Linked DNA regions of Oryctolagus cuniculus: region 1 is linked to region 2. A link is a contact called in public Micro-C data. All regions are on one chromosome and are shown on one strand. The core of a region is the stretch at or near the end of the contact, and the rest is flanking DNA. Distances in the headings are between cores, read along the strand shown. Region 1 overlaps WWTR1 (WW domain containing transcription regulator 1). Region 2 holds the start of WWTR1 (WW domain containing transcription regulator 1).

Region 1 (5,942 bases), core at 55-2,554, 130 kb before region 2:
CAGTAAGGGCACTAAAGCAGGCTAAGCAAAGACAAAGACAAAAAACGGGCCCTGGGCTAAGTAAGCTCAAGTGGAGCCAGAGGGGCGACAGCTGGGCGAGGCACACGGAGGCCATGACTCAGGCCTCCGACTCTGAGAATGGGCAGTGCAGGGCCCAGACCTCAGCTCCTCTGGTGCAGGCAGGAGAATCAGCGCTAAGCTGCAGGCACAGCTGAGCCTCCTGCTTCGTCTCTCCTCTCCCATCCTTGCTCCAGTGAAGCATCTACTGACAGATGCTTCCAGTGTCCCCGCCATGTCCACCCACCCTATTCTGTGGAGCAAACCTTCAGTTTGCCAGACTCTCAGGACCTGGGGTGCTCTGCCTTGAGCTTACCCAGCCTTCCAGTTCCTGTTACACCACCTCATCCAGGATGCCTGCCCTGAACACCACAACCACACCAAGTCACTCCCTCCCACCTTCCTAGCCCTAAACTCCTAACTGAACGTGTCCAGCTGGTGTCTGAAACTCCGTCTGGTCCCAAAGCAGGATCTCGTACTAAGTTCAAGCTTTCTCTTTATGCCATCACTACCACCCAACCATGCTCAAAATCTGAGTCAACTACATCTCCCTCAGCCCCCAAAATCATTCATTCATTTGCACCTGCATTTAAAATACTACTGAGCCTACCACGTTCCAGGTACTGTCCTTAGCAGTAACTATTCGGCAGTTGACAAGGCAGACAGCGCGCTGACCTCATGGAGGATTCTAGTAGTGGCATCAGACCTTCACAAATAATGGAGTCAAAGATCCATCTCCCAGGCATCTCCATGCATCAAGACTCCTTTCCATCTGAGTGGCAGGCAGGACATCACTGCTTCTTGAGATATTCCCACTCATCTCCCTACCTCCAGCCAACACAGCTGTGCAAGGCTGCTCCCAGTCTCTGTCCAACGTTGTACTGAAGTCTTTTCAAAGAACGTGCAAAGCACAGCAGTCAGGATGGGCAGGGGACAAGGGGCCAACAGCCTAGGACGAAGTGGGGGATTATTTCACCAGCGCAGAGGACTCCAGGGGCACAGCATGCACTCTCACATGAGCAAAGGAAGAGGTCGTCTATCCCAGATTCGAGGCAGACAGGAAGGTCTTTCTGGTTTGTAGTCAGTTCAGTGGGGGAACTGGCTGCCTCTCACTTGTCTGGGATATCGGCCACTGGAAGTCTCAAGCAGTAGTTAAGGTTGCAATGCTGCTAGATATGTCCAGGGCAGGAGATGAACTGTCTTTGGAATCAGAAAGACAGGAGTTCAAATCCCAGTTCAGTATTTATATAGCTGTGGCATTCTGGGCTACAGTCTTAAGCTTCCTTGATAATTTGTTCATCTGGGAAAAAGATGGCTTGTAAGCGCTATCTTTTAAAGATTAGAAAGCTCGTAAAGAACACGGCACAGCGAAGCTGTCTAGAGAATGAGCTACTCATAATGTTCAACACATTGGGAGGTAGAGGCGTCACGTACTTGCACATTCTATTTCATTCCATTCCCATGACAACTCCACTGTCTCCATTTTCCAGATGAAGAAAGTAAGGACCAGAGAGACAGAGCAACTTCCCCACGATCCCTCAGCTAACCGGTGGTGCTGGGGGAGCCAGGATCTAAATCCAGGCCGTCTGGCCCGTGTGTCTGCTCCCATAACCACCACAATCAGTGCGGCAGAAAGAAGACAGCCAGGGAGGTTGACGCTGGCAGGCCTCACGTTCGCAGCCCTTTCACCTACTTTCAGGCTGCGAGGCTTGGGCAACTGACTCCGTTTCTCTGGCCTGCTTCCCCAGCTCTAAAATGGAAACAGCACACTGTTTCCCGCAGGCCGTGCAGAGGGAGTCGGAGGAAGCGGCCTGGTTAACTGTCCTGCTCGGCGTGGAAGCACACTGCCCGGACGCAGTCTATTGTACTTCTCAACGGACATGGGTGGAGCCGGCGCCCTGGGACCTCCCCGTGCAACACGCACGGTCATAAATGCCGATTTTACAGGCCGGCCTCAGGAGGATCTGCAAAGGCACCACCCCAACCCTTCCTCGCTCCCCAGCTTTCTGTTTTCTCTCTGTCCAAGCTGGGGATGGAAAGACCATTGCCAAATAAGGCCTGGAGGATCTCCACGAGTCTGTGGTCGTCTGTGTGGCTCAAAAAAGAGAACGCCTTCTCCTAGGGGCTGGGGCTCTGGCCGGTGTGTAAGCAGGACAGGGTGGCGCATGTGACAGACAAACGCTGATTGTGGGCGAAGGTGTCTCTGGAAGCAGTCCCCAGACCTCCCTTCCTCCCAGTTCCCCCCGGGGCCTGCAGCTGGCCTGAGGAAGAAACCAACAGAGGAGGTGAGAGAGGCAGTGGCAGCAGTGGAGCCTGCCGCAGCCCTGCTGGCCTTGGCTGAGGGAGCCCCTCTGGTTGCCAGCAGGCCCCTGCCCTCCCCGGGAAGGACTTCAAAGGGAGGCACATGACAATCGCCTCTTCAGGGGTGCCGGTGCAGTGCGTGTGGCCAGGGAGTGGACAAAAATGGGAGGCTGGATTGTTTTCATTACAAAGGGTGGAGTGAGCAGAAACAGAAGAAAAGGAAAAAATAAAGACAATGCTTCCAAATCCTAACGTTGCAAGAGTTATTCTGGTGCAGCATAGTGGCTGCACTCGCTCTCTCTCTCTCTCTCTCTCTCTCAAATCCCCAAGGAACTTCAGAGGCTGAACACAGAATGATCTACCTTGGGGCCAGCGCTGTGGCATAGCAGGTAAAGCTGCCATCTGCAGTGCAGACATCCCATATGGGCGCAGGTTCGAGGCCTGGCTGCTCCACTTCTGATCCAGTTCTCTGCTATTGCCTGGGAAAGCAGTAGAAGATGGCCCAAGTCCTTGGGTCCCTGCACCCAAGTGGGAGACCCAGAGGAAGCTCCTGGCTCTTGGCTTTGGATCAGCTCAGTTGCAGCCATTGTGGCCAAATGGGGAGTGAACCAGCGGATCGAAGACCTCTCTCTCTCTCTCTCTCTCTCTGCCTCTCCTTCTCTCTGTGTATAACTCTTTCAAATAAATAAATAAATCTTAAAAAAAAAAAAAAAAGAATGATCTACCATCTCTACAGAAGGAAAACCTTCCCCCACACACATCTCTTTCACTCTGAGCCAAGGGATTCTAGAAATTCAGGGTCCTATTTCAGGGAGCCTCTCTCTCCTGATTACCTCCTCACACACACTCAGCTGCCAGCCTCTCGCTGTAAAAGAGCAGTCAAAACTCGGATACTCTGGGGAGGATACGAGGTGAGGCCATAGCTAATACCCACCGCCTGTCTGCTGCTCTTTTCACTCCTGGTGTATTTAACAATGTTGTGCTGCATACACTCTGTCTCTGTTTTACAATCACATTAAGAACACATGATAATGTAGATACACTCTTATATAAATACTGCCAGGTGCAGGCATTGTTGCACAGCGGCTTGCTCGGGGAGCCCACACCCTGTATCAGAGTGCCTGGGCCCAAGACCAGGTCTGTTTCCGCTCCCACTTCCTGTCAGTGCAAAGCCTGGGAGGCAGCAGGTGATGGCTCAAGTATGTGAGTCCCAGCAACCCACTGGGTGAACCAGATGGAGTTCTAGGCTCCCAGCTTTGGCCTGACCCCATCACGGTTGTTGTGGCCATTTGGGGAGTGACCCAGCAGATGGAAGATCTCTCTCTCTCTCTCTGCCTTCCAAATAAAAACAAATAAATAAAACTTAAAAAGTACTAAGTGAATTTGAAATGGAATATTTCTCCCTACTTAAGTGATCTTGTTAACAACAGAAATAAGCTGTATTTCATTGATGGATCTCCACTTTAAAACTAGTTCAATTCATAACATTTTTCAAAGGGGTGTTTTTATTTTACTATCTATTTATATTTTTAAATTGACAAAATTGTACACATTTATCACATGCAATATGTTGTTTCAAAAAAAAAGAGAGAGACCCTGCACAAAGACGTGGCCCGGTACCAGTCCTCAACAACAAGGGACCATCAGGACACTGCCAAGTGGGTGACTTCTGGGGCCATCTTTGTGGTACAGTCAGCTGAGCTGCCACCTGCAACACAGGAATCCCATATCAAGAGCACCAGTTCCAGTCCTGGCTGCTCTGCTTCTGATCCAGCTCTCTGTTAATGTGCCTAGGAAGGCAGAAGATGGCCCGAGTGCTTGAGCCTCCGCCACCCATGCAGGACACCTGATGGGGCTCTGGACTCCAGGCTGTTGTGGTCTTTTGGGGAGTGAACCAACAGATGGAAGATTTCACTCTGTCTTTTTCTTTCTTTTTTATTCTGCCACTGAAATAAGTAAATATTCCAGGGGGGCAAAAAAAAAAACAAAGTGGAGGATTCCTGAGACTTCTGGGCAAGTAAAAGCCTTGAGTGAAGTCAGAATGGAAGATACGGGCCAGGGTTGTCTGGGTTACTGCTGTACATACAGTGCCTGGAACATCTGTTGAACAAATGAATGAAAGAATGGACTGAAATGGCCATACTGCTACCGAAGGAGTTACAGATTCACTAACCACTGGCTGACCTGGCCTCTGACACCCAAGGCCGGGAAGTGTTAGTGTTTTTTTCTTTTTGGACAGGCAGAGTGGAAAGTGAGAGGGAGACAGAGAGAAAGGTCTTCCTTTTCTGTTCGTTCACCCCGCAGTGGCCACTGCGGCCCCCACGCTGCAGCCGGCGCACCGCGCTGATCCGGAGCCAGGAGCCAAGTACTTATCCTGGTCTCCCATGGGGTGCAGGGCCCAAGCACTTGGGCCATCCTCCACTGCACTCCCGGGCCATAGCAGAGAGCTGGCCTGGAAGAGGGGCAACCGGGACAGAATCCGGTGCCCCAACCGGAGCTAGAACCCGAGGTGCTGGCGCCACAGGCGGAGAATTAGCCTAGTGAGCCGTGGCGCCAGCCCCGGGAAGGGCTTTTCTAAAAGCTAAATTTAAGACCCATGTTCTGAAGGGAAGACCAGGAAACAGCCACCATGTGGGCTTCATGAGGCAACACTTCTTATCCCTGCAGAGAGCTGATCTCCCCATGACACTTCCCCAGACCAGTGCCCCTCACAGTTGGGCGCAGCCCAGCAAACCCCAGGGATCTACCCGGGGAATCATGAGGAGAATCCTGCGGCCTCCTTCCGGTGGCCTCCCTGTTGCCCCGGCAACCAGAGGCCAGGCTGAGTCAGCGTTTTTGTCTGACAGGCTGCAGTCCCTGGCCCCCAGGCCCAGCTGAGGGAAGGCTGGGAAATGATGACGGTTTCCCAATAACGCGGGCTCAAGAAGGGGCTAGAGCCAAGGCTTCACCACTTTAGTCTTCCAGGCCCTGGAGGCCGACATGAAGTTCTTAAGGTTAAAATCTTCCAGGCAGCAGGCTCCAGCTCCAAAGCTTTATATTCAAATATACATAATATTTACATGACACAATAAGACACATGAAAGAAATCCTCTCTTCTGACAGACCCACCCATGTGTTTTCATGTCAAGGAAAGCTCTTTGAGATGTATAAACAGAAATCGAGAAGTCTGTTTCCCAATGTCTTACCAGTGACTAACATTTTCCATTTTATTTGGTAAAGTTGCAAACATGACTTTTAGGATACTGAGCAAACACTGTGCTGAAAAAGAACTCAGTAATTTATATTTTTAAACATTAAACTCTTTTCTACTAAAAAACTTCAAAGGAACAAAATTCTAATTTCCTTTTTAAAAATTAATATACCAGGAAGTAAAAAGAGATGCTTTCTTTGCTAAGATGCCACTTCTGAGGCCCCTACTGTGGCATACCAGGTTAAGCCACTGCCTGCAGTGCTTGGCATCCCATATGGGAACTGGTTCGAGTCCTGGCTGTTCCCCTAACGATCCAGCTCCCTGTTAATTTGCCTAGGAAAATAGCAGAAGATGGCCCAAATAACTGAGTCCCTGCCAACCATGTGGGAGACTC
Region 2 (6,427 bases), core at 1,619-4,118:
CACATTATAAAATTAATTTTTTGCTTTTGTTTAGGGATCTTTTTCATTTACTTAGGCAAGCGCAACTCTTATTTCATATTCCTAATAATCAGTTACACTGAACACATACCTTGTATGTGTGTTCATAAACAGATGGAAAACTATTTTTTTAATTCTTTTTGATTTTGGAAAACTATTTGAGACCAAAAAGAACCCCCCGAAATTATAGAGTCTGCTTCTATCTATATTTATTATTCTTCCATTTCTATAAAAGTCACAATAAAATAAGCAAAACTGCATTTGCCTGGGCAAAAGTAACACAGGCCGCTAGCTGCTTTGGATTAGGACAGCCTATAGGAATCAGTGTCATTGTTGGGAACAATATCAGATTTAGAAAAATGTCATGTCTTGACATCACCTACCAGACTTCCATTAGCCATGCAGAAGTCAAAGCACTGAGCTCCTTGTCCACATGACTGTTCAACCCCAGGAAGACCAGCTTTGGAATAAATAAACGGCCATCAAGTCTGTTTCTGGATCTCAGCACCGCACCAACCCCAGAAACAAAAATGAACTCCTCCTTGCATAAGCTGTCAAACAGCTTTTGGAGGGGAAGGAACAAAAATTGGTCACCAGTCTGAGCCCCAGAGTTGGCTGTAATAAACCTCACCCATCTGCGTGTGTGCATGCATAGAGTTCTCTCATGGCAATCAAAGTGCCCCATATGAGTGCCAAAGAAGGACTTGAATAATATTTTTTAAGTGGGCCATCATGTTTTAGAACAACTTTTGAACGAAAGCTCTTCCACCAAAGGAACACAGGCGTTTAAATGAACTGTAAGGCAAGTTCCTGGAAGAGGAGTTTTTCTCACTGGCAGAGAGTGCAATCAAGTGCAGGCAATCCTGAACCAAGTGGCCCAGCTGGCACCATTTCCACCCAGGCCTTTGCTAGCCTGACCCTCCATGACCTCACTAGCTACATTTCAAGTTCCAACTTGGTTTCTCCTCAGGAATGTAATTATCGTAGGGTACCACAACGGAAACAATAACCTCCAGTGTTTGAGAATGTATTTTCCTGTAGGCTCTAATTAGAAAACTCGAACCTAACTTCCAACCCATTGTAACAGAAGGCTGGAACAAGGCTAAGGGCAGAAGCAGCAGGCTGCCGATGTGATGGTATTTTAGGTGACCCAGCGCAACCTCATAAAACTCCTGACCCAATTTCCACACAATTGATTAGGCCAGCCCACGGGGACTTCACCCCAGTTGCTAATTACATCACTGTGCTGTGTGGTCATTACGTCACCCTGATGGGTGCTGCACCCGGCTGCTCCCTTTCCCAGCTTGCTCCCCCTAGAAGCCAACGGCCCCTCCCGCCCTGAGCCTCCCAGCCTCTCTCTCACAGGATCCCCCTCCGTCCCGCAAGGCGCGAAGGCTCTGTGCTAGGGGGAACCTGTTTCAGTCCTCCAGATTCAGGGCGAAGTACAGACGTGTCCCGTGAGCATTTCCCCGCCACAATTTTGTTTTCTCCTTGGTTCTTCCAGAACGCCAATGAACCTTACCAGATTCTGCTCTGCCCCTGGTCCCTTACAAGTATGTCCACACCCAGACAGTCCATACATCCAGCCTTCGGGATTCGGGGGCTGGGAGGGGGCAAGATCCGTGGGAGGACACGCACCATCTCACACTCACACACGCACACACGACAAAGCGCGCGGGCCCTGAGGACGCGGGGATTCTGTGCCCCTCGGCTCCGGGTCGACTTACTTGAGGAAGTACTTCTGGCCAGTGGCCGTGTAGGCCATCTCCCAGCCCGGGGGCAGCGGCGGCTCGTCGGTCAGGTCGTAGGAGCGCTGGCAGAGGTGTACGTGCTGCTGCGCGGGACTGCCCGCGGCGCCCGCGCCGGTGCCCAGCTGCAGGGACGCGGGCGACGAGTGTGAGCGGACGTGCTGGGCGCCGCCGGCCAGCCGGGGCCCCGGGTGGCCGCCCGACGAGTCGGTGCTGGACTGGCGCGAGTGCGAGCCCGAATCCGGCTCCTTGAAGAAGGACTCGGGCAGGATCTTCTTCCGCCACGAGCTGGGCTTGGGGTTCATGACAGAGTTGAAGAGGGCTTTGAGGTCCGTGTCGAGGTCCTGCGTGACGTGGATCACTTGCTGCCCGGGCGGCGGGAGCGGAGGGGGCGCCGAGGCCGGATTCATCTTCTGCAGGGAGAAGGGAGGTCAGTCTCTTATCGGAGTTGGAGGACGGGCTGGGAGGAAGAGAAGGGAGAGGACGGGTCGGTGTCGGCCTCGGGATACCAGCCGCTCGGCCGGGTGGGGGAGGGGTCCCTCCTGACCTCGGGAATTATGCAACTTTCTTGAAGCAAAGAAGTTACCGGGAATAGGAGAAGGAAGGGCGGGGTGGGATTCAGGGTGGGGATGGCGGACGTTGCTGCACTGCTGGTGGCAGAGGATAGGGCGCAGCTTTCCGCGGCCGGCAGCCTCTGCAGCCCACCTCCCCCACCGCCCCCGCCCGCCCCCGGGAAGTCTCACCCCGAGCCAACCCCACGCCAGCCCGACTCCGGAAGGCAGAAGAGCCCGGCGCCCTGGACCCGTGCCGGGCAAGCGGGCGCGTTCCAGCGGGCACTACCTGGGCGCGCAGCGAAGCCGAGCCCGAGTGCGCGGCGGCCGCCGTCCCGCCCGAACTTGCCGTCTGGCCTCGGTCGCCCGGCTGCGTCCCGCGCGTGCGGAGCTGGAGCCGGGGCCCGACTGGCAGAAACCGAGCCGACTCGGTGCCTGGCAGCCCAGGGGCTTCGGCTCTCACATCCCCCGAGCTGGCCTCAGGCGCTTGCTCTCGGCGAGAAGGAGGCGGAGGAGACGCCGACAGCGCGGCCGCAGCAGCTCCGGGACTGTCCCATAAACAAAGTTTGGAGCAAACTCCCACCCCCAGGAAAGAGGCGGGCCCGAAAGTTGAGCTGTTGAATTATGCATGACCTGCAGGTCCTGAGCCTGCCTGCCTGCCCCCGCTCGCCCCTCCTCTTCCTCCTCCTCCCACCCCCGGCTCCAGAAACCCCTGGGCGTGTTGAGTACTTCACAGGGTAAGAGGAGACGGGTGCCCCCCACCCACTCCTCCCGGCCCGCGCGGACCTCTCCCGCGGAGCTCCGGATCTGCATTCCTTTTAGTTTACCACCGACTTGGGGCGGGATCAAAGGGAAAGTGGCCCGAACCTGTTTAATCAAGGGGTTGTGGACCGAAACCCAGGCTGGGGGTGGCGGAGGGCAGGCGGGTGAGGGGCCCAGGCTGGGGAAGGGCCGGTCCAGGGCGCTGCGCCTTCTCCTGGAGCCCGGCGCCCAGGCCTGCAGAGCACCCGCAGCGCCGCGCTGACCCACGATGCTGCCCGAGGGCGGGCCGGGGTACGCCCCGGCGCGGGGAGACTCCAACAAGGCCAGCCTTTCCCCGGGAGGCTGCTTAGCGCTTGTGACCATATTTGGTCTGGCGAGGAGGCATTTTGGCCGCTCGACTTTCGATTGTCTACTAAAGAGCGCGGACGGTGCCCCATAGAGTGCTGCTGTCGCTGGAGATGCGGCTTCGCCCACGGGTGGGGTGTAAACAAACAGCCTCCAAACCATTCACCAACCCTTGGTTGCCTCGATGGCTTGGCCCGGGCCGCTAGGGGCCGAGAAGAAAGCGGGTCAAAGCTGGGAGCTGCGAGGCGAGAGCAGTTGCGCCCCCCCCCCCCCCGTGACATCCGCGCGGTAGTGGGAGGATTGGAATGTCCTTGACGCCCTCCAGGGAGCCAGGTCCCGGCATGGAACCCGAGCAGGTGGCTGCGAGCAGAGAGGGGGTGCCGGTGACCCGGAAAAAGCCACCCACCCTCCCACCGACGGATCTGCGCGAAGGCTGAAGACCCCCTGCCCTTAGCCAGGGGAAGAAGGTCAAACCTGGCAGACAGCTGCGGGAAGTGGGAGGCGGTCGTGCCCTCCGGAGCGGCTTAATTCCTCCGCTCCCTCCTGCCCTTCTCCGTTGCGGAAAAACGGGAGGATGGCCGGGAGGTAGATTCCAGAAAGCCCCCACACCACCCTGTTGATTCAGATTGAAGTTTATTAAATAAATCAAATGAGGCAATATTTGTAAAACACCGCACAGCAGAGGGCAGGCTACCAAAGTGTTTGCTAAATTAAAATGTATTACATGCAGACATTGTACATCAACATTTTTATAAGGGTGAAATAAAGGGGGTCAGCGCTGTGGCATAGTAGGCTAAGCTTCCGCCTGCAGCGCGGTTCCAGTCCCGGCTGCTCTACTTCCAATCCAGCTCTCTGCTCTGGCCTGGGACAGCATTAGATGGCCCAAGTCCCTGGGAGACCCAGAAAAAGCTCCTGGCTCCTGGCTTCGGATCTGCCCAGCTCTGGCTATTGTGGCCGTTTAGGGAGTGAACCAGTAGATGGAAGACCTCTCTCAATGTCTCCCCTCTCTGTCTGTAACTCTACCTCTCAAATAAATAAATAAATAAATTTTTTTTTGGCTTGCGAATGCATCACATGTACAGACATCCCCGCAGTCCTCATCACATCAGCAGACAGCCATAAGTCACGTTTCACTTCCTGTTCCAAACCCATCTGTAATGCTCCGTGTCAAAGTCGTCGGCCAGCTCTGAGTCCTCCTCCTTGGGTGGGAGCTGAGCCCCAAGCTTGTGGAGCCAGGCCCGGCGCTGCTTGGCAGACAGGGTGTCCAGGTCCAGGGGCATCACCAGCATGCACCGTGGCTCCCTGCAGCAGATGTGAATGGTGGAGCCATCTTGCTTGACCAGCAGCACCCGGTAGAGGGGTAGAGGCGCGCGGGTAGGCCAGTGAGAGAGGCTCTGCTGCTGTGAGCCCACCAGGGGGACGCGTGCAGGCAGCGGGGCTTGGGGACAGCCGTCTTTATGGCAGTCTGCCACAGCAGGCTGCACACAAACATGATGGTGTTGGGCAGGCAGTGCCGGCTGGTACCCGTCAGCCATGACAGAGAACTGCCCAGCCGCAGGAACCTGACAGCTTGGTGACACATTCTAGGGGAGGGATATGCCTCCAGGCTCATGAAGAAGATCCAGGCCGTGGCTGGGCAGCTCTGACCTCATAGCCAGGAAGAGGCCACGGAGGTGACCAAGGCATAAGGGTGATGATGCAGCCCTCTCCTGATGGTACTCCAGGGGCCTGGACGGCCGTGCTTACCCAAGCAGGCTGCCCACAGCTGCCATTCTTCCTCAGAGCCTCGGGGACACGTGTAGGGGTCAGCTGCAGACCCTGCTGCTCCACCCGCGGCCGCCGCTGTCATGGATGAACTTCACTGGTCACATGGGTAGGACCAGGGACAGGCAGAGGGTCACGGCCCGTTGTGCACCCAGACTATAGCTGCGCGTTGCTCATGGCCTGCATTGTGCAAATAAAATCTTTTTAAAAGAATGAAATAAAGTCCAAATTAAACTCTGGGGTTGCCTTGAAGGAGAAGAGTTAAAGGGAAAAACAAGGTCACCCCTAGATTTGCCTTGGGAAAGGTGGGAGCATTTGGGAGCCATTGCCTGAAGGGTTGCATCCTGAGCAGGGGTCACGTCCCCCTTGTTTGTGCTTGGAGTTGTGCTCTGATTCAGTTTCTCACAGACCAGGAGAAGTCAGGGCTGTCACAGATGAAGGCAGGCACGGGGAGCACCTTCAAAGAAGCCTTCCAGGAGAAGCCTCTGGACTGGAGTGTTTTCCTTGCAGCAAGGTCTCTTCTTCCAGGACTAGCAGAGGGAAGGGGGTGCCACTCCAGGTCACGCCACGGAAAGCAGAATCTGCAAGCTATGCAACTAGAGGAAGTGGCCAGGACTGAATGGTTACTAATTCAGAAGTCTCAAGGCTGCCTTGATTTTTTTAAAAATGATTTATTTATTTATTTGAAAGGCAGAGTTAGAGAGAGAGAGGTCTTCCATCCACTGGGTCACTCCCCAAATGGCCACAAAGGCTGGAGCTGGGCCTATCTGAAGCCAGGAGCCAGGAGCTTTTTCTGGGTCTTCCACATGGGTGCAGGGCCCCAAATGCTTGGGCCATCTTCCACTGCTTTCCCAAGCACGGTAGCAGAGAGCTGGATTGGAAGTGGAGCTGCCTGGACTTGAATCAGCGCCCATAGGGGATGCCGGCGCTGCAGGCAGTGGCTTGACCTGCTACATCACAGCATCAGCCCCAGAGGCTGCCTTGATTAAAGATGGAAACTTGAGGCCAGCCCTGCTCCAGGAAGGTGAGAATCAGTTGGGATTGCATGGGCAAGGCTTCAGTCTTTATACCTTGCCACACTGCAAGAAGTAGATAGTAGAGGGCAAAGGAGTAGTCACAGAAGTAGAAATTGTCTTTTTTACAGGGTAATCCCCAGTGGCCAAGCAGCCTATAACATGCAATAGTATATGATTCAAGAGATTTGCTTTTGTCCGAGCCTTTCCAACAGTAGCTTCAGAT

What was found. A called contact is a pair of places that touch in the nucleus more often than the background predicts.
Region 1: a Micro-C map of ear pinna shows a contact between it and region 2, with 4 times the contacts expected there. The contact joins the enhancer-like site here to the promoter of WWTR1 in region 2. A contact is called at or near these places in 3 of 6 Hi-C or Micro-C datasets (ear pinna, psoas muscle and an unstated tissue).

What each region holds. Positions count from the first base shown.
Region 1 is chr4:131,944,678-131,950,619 of mOryCun1.1, reverse strand. All of the region lies in intron 4 of WWTR1 (WW domain containing transcription regulator 1), which reads right to left. Among named protein-coding and RNA genes, the nearest start is that of TM4SF4, 50 kb to the left of the region's middle. Within about 2 kb of position 1,304, at least 5 of the 8 cell types and tissues checked have an H3K27ac peak or open chromatin away from gene starts, as enhancers often do. A contact at or near this core is called in ear pinna, where this site is marked.
Region 2 is chr4:131,813,506-131,819,932 of mOryCun1.1, reverse strand. It overlaps WWTR1 (WW domain containing transcription regulator 1), which reads right to left and starts at 2,868. Exons shown (of 7, transcript XM_008266317.4): 1 at 2,607-2,868; 2 at 1,746-2,226. The coding sequence starts at 2,176.